Regions from separate parts of the Zea mays genome. Here region 1 is linked to region 2. The links are chromatin contacts, called in public Hi-C maps. All regions are on one chromosome and are shown on one strand. Each heading gives the region's core, a stretch centred on a gene start, on an enhancer-like site or on the middle of the called end of the contact. The rest is flanking DNA. Distances are from core to core; before and after follow the strand shown.

What was found. A called contact is a pair of places that touch in the nucleus more often than the background predicts.
Region 1: a contact with region 2 is called in a Hi-C map of endosperm, with 5 times the contacts expected there. The contact joins the promoter of LOC100384280 here to the promoter of LOC100216677 in region 2. A contact is called at or near these places in 5 of 25 Hi-C or Micro-C datasets (ear, endosperm, leaf and 1 more).

What each region holds. Positions count from the first base shown.
Region 1 is chr4:136,900,889-136,904,201 of Zm-B73-REFERENCE-NAM-5.0, reverse strand. It overlaps LOC100384280 (Actin-related protein 3), which reads right to left and starts at 1,383. Exons shown (of 10, transcript NM_001176844.2): 1 at 1,070-1,383; 2 at 727-976; 3 at 401-625; 4 at 63-209. The coding sequence starts at 1,116.
Region 2 is chr4:136,733,569-136,737,269 of Zm-B73-REFERENCE-NAM-5.0, reverse strand. It overlaps LOC100216677 (Vacuolar protein sorting-associated protein 20 homolog 2), which reads left to right and starts at 2,208. Exons shown (of 6, transcript NM_001143085.1): 1 at 2,208-2,398; 2 at 3,136-3,288; 3 at 3,446-3,598. The coding sequence starts at 2,297.

The DNA of each region.
Region 1 (3,313 bases), core at 134-2,633, 170 kb before region 2:
TCTAGAGAAATTGAGAGTTCAGTATTATCTTGTGACAATCAGCAAGAAAGCAAAGGAGCTACCTTTAGAAGTTGATGAATAAATTGGGTAACATCCTTGCCTGTAATTGGAATAGATCTGATACTGCTCCCAATGACATAACCATCAGCAACTGGAACGATGTGGGTAGCCCCATCACCCACATCAACTACAACACCTGTCATTTCACACTGAAAACAAAGCATGAAGTTTCTCATAAATGTAAGAGTGTGATGATCGCTCAACAGGGAAGAAAGAAAAACAGCGATGAAGCATTTTTCAAGTACACTAAAACATGGCCTGCTCGATGCTATTGCCATTCATTTTAGCGTAAGGCATGCCTATGCTAAAGAAACAACAAGGCTAAGCTATGCTGACTAACCTTGGTTGTAGTGTACCCAGCAGCTAGAGCAAGGACAGGTTGGACAGCAATATAGAGGCCGGGCACATTGAACGTCTCGAACATGATCTCCCCGGTATACTCCCGGATCTCAGGGGCAGTCAGAGGGCTCTCAGTTAGAAGAAAATAATGATCTTCTGGGTCGCACCGGAGGTAATTGAAGATGCACTGTTGCCAAAACCTCTCCATAGAATCCCAATTTTCCACCTGAAAGAGTTCATTTCAGCCTAATTCAATCGTAAGTAAGGTCGTGAAAAAACAGCAGCAACTGGACACGGCACACGGCAGTACACAGCTGGAGCGCCCACCTGGCCGTTGCGGATGGGATAGCTCAAGCTGTGCGAGCTGCTGGCGCGGGATCGGGCCAGCGCCTCCTGGCCGATGTAGAAGTCGAGGTCAGCCATGACGCCGGCACTGTGCTGAGCGAGCCAGTTCCCCCTGGCAGGGGCGCCCCTCGCCGCCGGCTGGCCTGAACCGGAAAAGGAATCGTTGACGGCGACGACAGTGGGGGTGATGAAGCAGGGCTCCACGTTCCCCGCGAACCCCATCTTCGTGTACCTGCCGCGAGCGAGAGTAGGAGCAGATCAGCAGCGTGACTCACCGTCGTCGCGCCTTCGCGCGCAGATCTAGGGAGAGGGAGGGAGGTCGTACCCGGTGCCGTTGTCGATGACAACAGCGGGGCGGGACAAGGCGTCCATGGCGGGCGCCAAGCGTGTGGTCGCTCGTCAGTGGCGGTGGCAATTGGAGAGGCGCCGGCTCGAGCAGGGCGAGCGGTGGGCTGCTTTTGGCAGCGGCAGTCGGAGGCGGGCGGCGGTCGCCGTCGCGGCGGGCATCCCAGCAACACCGCCACCCGGCCACCCAGCCACCGCCACTGGCAACCACCAGCACCAGCGCCGAGTGAAGAGCCGGCGACGTCGTCTGGACTCTGGAGACGAAGCTTCGAGAGGAAGGGAGGTATATCTCGGGGTTGGCGGGCGGTGGAGACTGGAGGAGCGGAGATCGAACTTGCTTTTGGTCGCGGTCTTTCTCTGCTTCAGGGAGCGCTGGATTTGTCCTGGCGTGACATTGTGACAACGCTGCGCTGCGTTGCATTGCGTCGAGTGTGTGTTCGAGTGCGGCGTGTGCGCGTGTTCGTCTTCGGGTTGGTACGCTGGTGGCGTGCAGGATGATGGCGAGTTAGCGACACCGCCACCGACGCCTGCGTGCACGTCCGCTTTTCTCCGCTCTCCAGGCGTTTCGCTGCCTGTTGGAAGGTGGGCCCAAATCTTTGTGATGGCAAGAGATCTTGTGTGACAAAAAGATATGATGACGTGAATATTTCACGAGTGAGCTCGACTCGGCTTACAAGTTGGAACGAATTCGTTTAGCTAAGCTACAATAAAAATCAATATATATATATATATATATATATATATATATATATATATATATATATATATATATATAATATAATTAATTTCTAATTAATCTAGACTAATTTAATACTAGAAAAAGATTAAAAATATTTACAATTTCACATACCACATCAATTCAACACTCAACGTTTATTAGTTTAACCAACACAAATGAAGCATTTGTTTACTGACAAATGCTAGCTTATTCGAGCTAACGAGCTGGTTCAAACTCGGCTCGAGCTAACTCATTAACAAACCGAGCTAAGATACTAGCTTAGCTCGCGACAAAAATAAAACAAGCCGAGTCAAGATAATCACAAGCCGAGCGAGTAGACCAGCCACAATTATTTCGTCCAACCCTACACAAATACATGCATATTATGTGGTTTTAATTTTAATGGCACAAATCTTTATCTTTTAATAAAATCATATATACTCTATGCACGTAAGCATCTGTATCTTAAAATTGAAAGACAGTTGTTTCTTAGAAATTAGGTTTTTTGGATTTCCTATGGAAGTTCTCTAATCCAAACAAACTCTTCATATAGTAACTCTGAATGAAAAATAACAGTACGAAGGGACGACTATTTATGCCGCATGATTATCGAAAATCCTATTTGTGACATTTTGTTTTACGCTATGGCAAACTCACTTAGAATCCTCGTAGTCGTAGAGATGTTTAGAAGATGCTCACATTTTGGTCACTTGCTCTCAAATTCAATTAGTTAAGAGCAAGGCAACACAAATGTTAATGGTTAAAGACATTCGTCCTTCAAAGCATTATTTATCTTAAAATATATTGATTTTCAGACGAAGGTTACGAATAACATACCTTCATCATCTCAATATGTAAGAATAAAAGCAGGAACATATGAAACATAGAAAGAACATGAATAATCATATAAAATCATCAGATTATCTATATTTTCATTATATGAACATGAACAAACATTAATGACATTAAATTACATTTGTACATTTGGCTTGACAGAAGGTAAGAATCCAAGAGTGACGTGCGAGTGATTACAAGTCATCGTGAACAGTATGGTGTTACTATTCATCTATTTATAGACACAGGACGGGACCTGGGGAAAATTACATTCATGTCCCTGACATTTACTATTAGCTAAAAGGTAAACTGTCGAGGACTAAACAGTCTTTTCTCCTTTAGATCGGTTTCGTTCTCCACCACCGTCCTTGTGCTAAGTCGAAGCTTTTTCATCCACAGCTTCGGAACTGGTTCATCCTTCTTCTAGATCGCGTCTTTCATGCCGTGTACACCTTCATCTCAAAGCCAAAGCTTTCTTTGACAGTATATTATACTGGAAAGCATGTTAGTCGTGTTTTTTAGTACCTTCGAAAGACGAAGGCCCCCCAACAGTGAGGACATATCCTGTGCAATCACTTATTTTGGTGCAAGCGTGCAATCAAACTATCTAGAGCATCCAGTCTAGATCCAACGGTTTCATATGGAAATGGTTAAATGTAAAATAAACACTAG
Region 2 (3,701 bases), core at 959-3,458:
TTCTAATCGCTCACTTCATTGGCCGTATTGTACCAATACATATTGAATGGAGTAAATAATAACATCAGTTTGTCAAATCAAGAAATTATTATACGGAGAGCGGAGACAATCAATAAAAAATCTTGAAATTTTTTTAATGGATAGTTTACATAGGTATTGTTGTAAGCCGTCGCAACGCACAGGCAACCGACTAGTAGTACTTATATAGTTTAGTTTCATTACTTATAGCTTGAACTCTTTTTAAATAGTACCTATAAGTGTGAGTCATTTCTAAAATAGTATTCTAGCCTTATCTTATTTATTTTAAGTTGTTTTCTTATTCTCTAGCACTTAGAAGATATCTTTCTCCTTGCTTTTATGATACATTAAGGGCTAGTTTGGGAACACTAATTTCCCATGAGATTTTCATTTTCCCAAGGGAAAATGAACTAATTTCCCTTGGGAAAATGAAAATCCCATGGGAAATTAGTGTTCCCAAACTAGCCCTAACGAAAAAAATCTTGAAGGCTTAGTGTCGCCACGACTCGACATCTTTCTCACGTGCAGCCGCGGTCCTAACAAATCAAGGGCTCATAGTAAAACTTAAAGTAGAAACTCGTATTTTTATAACATACATAACATATATTGCTAATAAATGTTATAGAAATAATCATCTCAAGTAAAAATATATAATATATGGCTTCCTTAAAATTTTCTTCTAACATGTCTCAATGTGAAGTCATTGACGATGACATCAATATCAGTTTTATCTGCTAATATCATCTCGATACATAAAGTAGCCAAACTATTTAGTATTCTTATCACATTTTAGACTTTATTCAATTTTTAGCAACTTCAATTTTCAAAAGCTTCTTTTAACTAATGCAATAGTCACAGGCACAATCATAGGGCGCACGTCACAAACTCGTTTGAAGCGATCAGCTAATAGATGGCGCCACACGTTAGGTGCTAGGCTACGGAAGAGGAGACACATGAATATATGTGTTGTATGGCCAAGCACTCTAAACCAGTTATTTGTCACAAGGATCACGTGCTAGTTGGAATTTAATAATAAATATGTATAGTAATACGCTACCGACCTGGCCTACTGGAGGTGGGACCCCATAGAACCGGGGGCTCGAGGCGACCGCACCGCTTGCCTCCTTCACGGACCGGCCTTGCTCACACGGTCGTTAGCTGCCCTTCAGTTGTACCCCACTACACCTCAAACATCTACCATCGTTTTATTGATAAACTTAATTATTTTTTGCTTTATATACATAAACAAGTTTATTTTTATTTTACTTTATAGATAAATAAAATTTGCTATTAAATTAGAGTTGTATGAGACATGTGTTTTATATAGAGATGGCAATAGGGCCTTGATCTTTGATTCTCCGCGGTGAATGGAGAAGTTTCTGGTGAGGACATAGAAGCATTTCTCATTCCCTTTCCCAGCAAGGACTCGTTAAACTTATATGTGACGATGTTTTCGTATAATAGTTAATGATAAAATAAATAATTACCTTGTAACTAAACAATCATTGCACAAATATGTTTATTTTGATGTACACATAATAATTTCTTACATCTTACAATGTGTATAAGTGAATGTTTTACATTAATAACAAATGATGTATGTCTTAATTATAATTTAAGTGGGATAAATTTTCGATGAGGAACAAGAATGAGAAAGAAATATACCCTGTAAACGTTAGTGGGGATCCACCGAGATTTTTTTTGTAGTGGGAACGAAAATGAGGAGCTATTCGCATAAGTGAAATTCTTGGTTATTATCTTAGCTTTATATCCTAGTCTCCTTAAACCATATATTTAATTGATTTTTATTTTTATAAATTCATTTTTTAATTAAAATTATAGAAAACTTACCATAACTACTTCTAATGTCCTCCATGATTTATTAAACAGAATGAGATGCAAACGGGCGAAAGTTAGCAAGGAGTTTAGGTCTATATTAAATGAACTCATAGACTAAAGATAAAAAAATGTATGTAATTTTAAGTAATAGGAAATAAAAAAGTAAAATTAAAATAACAATGAGACTAAAATATTATTTTAGAGAAACTCTATATTTGAAAGTATTACTATTTTAAAGAAGTCTAAACTGAAGTACAGTTACGGAACAACCAACTTGCCAGAGGACGACACGACCCAGGCCACAGACCCTGCCCCGCCGGCACCGAACGGCTACTGTAAATGTCGTGACCGTCTCGTCCCCGTCCAGTCCACCTTTTCCTCCTCTCCGACTCCACCGCCGTCACGCCATCTCGCCGGGGGCGGAACCCCGACCGCGAGTATGGGGAACATCTTCGTGAAGAAGCCCAAGATCACTGACGTCGATAGGGCCATCCTCACCCTCAAGACGCAGCGCCGCAAGCTCGCCCAGTTTCAACAGCAGGTCTGCCTCCCCCTCCCCTCGCCTCCCCTTCCGTGGCACCCTTCCCTGCCGTGAGCTACGGATGGTCCGTCATCCTCGCTTGTGTCGAATTCCGGCCGTCCTCTGTCGCGCCGTGGGATCGTGTCAGATTCGGTGTCCGTCTCGCGTCGTCGCGCGGGAGCTGCTGTAGGTGGCAATTGGGATCTGGGGTTGGATAGAGCGGCGTCGATCGATGAATCGGAGTAACTTGCGAGTTTCTAGTTTTCCAGGGAATTATCGTGTCTTGATCGGTTGGTTTCGCATAGGGTGCCCTGATTGGAGTCGTGTCACAGCACCGATCCAGGTCGATATATATGCCTCGTGATCGGGAGTGAAGAAAAATTCTCTCCTTGTAATATTCCATGCTATAGTCCAGCCAATCAACGTTATAACTGCTAATTTTGTTCGTACAGACATCAATACATCAGTTTCTGGAGCGCATTTCAAGACTCGTTTTTGCTTTCGCCACACCTTACAGTGTATTACAATAATTGGTGTTGGATTTGTGAAATTTGCTTGCTAGTACAGACAGTTTAACTTGATGTACTTGGATGTTATAGTTCATCTTTTGATTCTAGCTTAATACAACATGTTGTCATCAGGTGCTGACTATCCTGATTAGATGGTCATGATCCTCAGTTCATCACATTTAATCATTGCAATATCACCTCTGCTAAAAATATAGGAGTGTATTTATGTATGCTTCTCTTCCCTTCCAGCTTGAGAAGGTAATCGAAGCAGAAAAGGAAGCTGCACGGCAGTTGGTTCAACAGAAGAAGAGAGACAGAGCTTTGATTGCTCTGAAGAAGAAGAAAGCTCAGGAAGAGCTGTTGAAACAAGTTGACACATGGCAAATGAATGTTGAACAACAGGTTTGTAGTTCATTCAAATAATTGTTCTTTAATACCAATTAATAAATATTGTCGTGTAGGGCTGAAGTTCTACATTTCTTATTGAAGTTAAGCAGCATTGAGTTTCTTAATTTGATGTATGATAACCTGACAGAGTATTTTCGTTCGCTTGGTTTAGCTGGCAGATATTGAACTAGCAAGTAAACAAAAGGCTGTATTTGAAAGCCTGAAGGCTGGAAATGCTGCCCTGAAGTCTATACAGAATGAGATAAACATTGATGATGTCCAAAAGCTGATGGATGACACAGCCGAGGCTAAGGCTTATCAAGATGTAAGTTCAATTAGTTGTACCTGTATACATTCATTTGATCATTTCTATAGGGCACTATGCACTTGGAGTAAATCCGCTGCCAATCTCGTTGGGATTGTCTCTT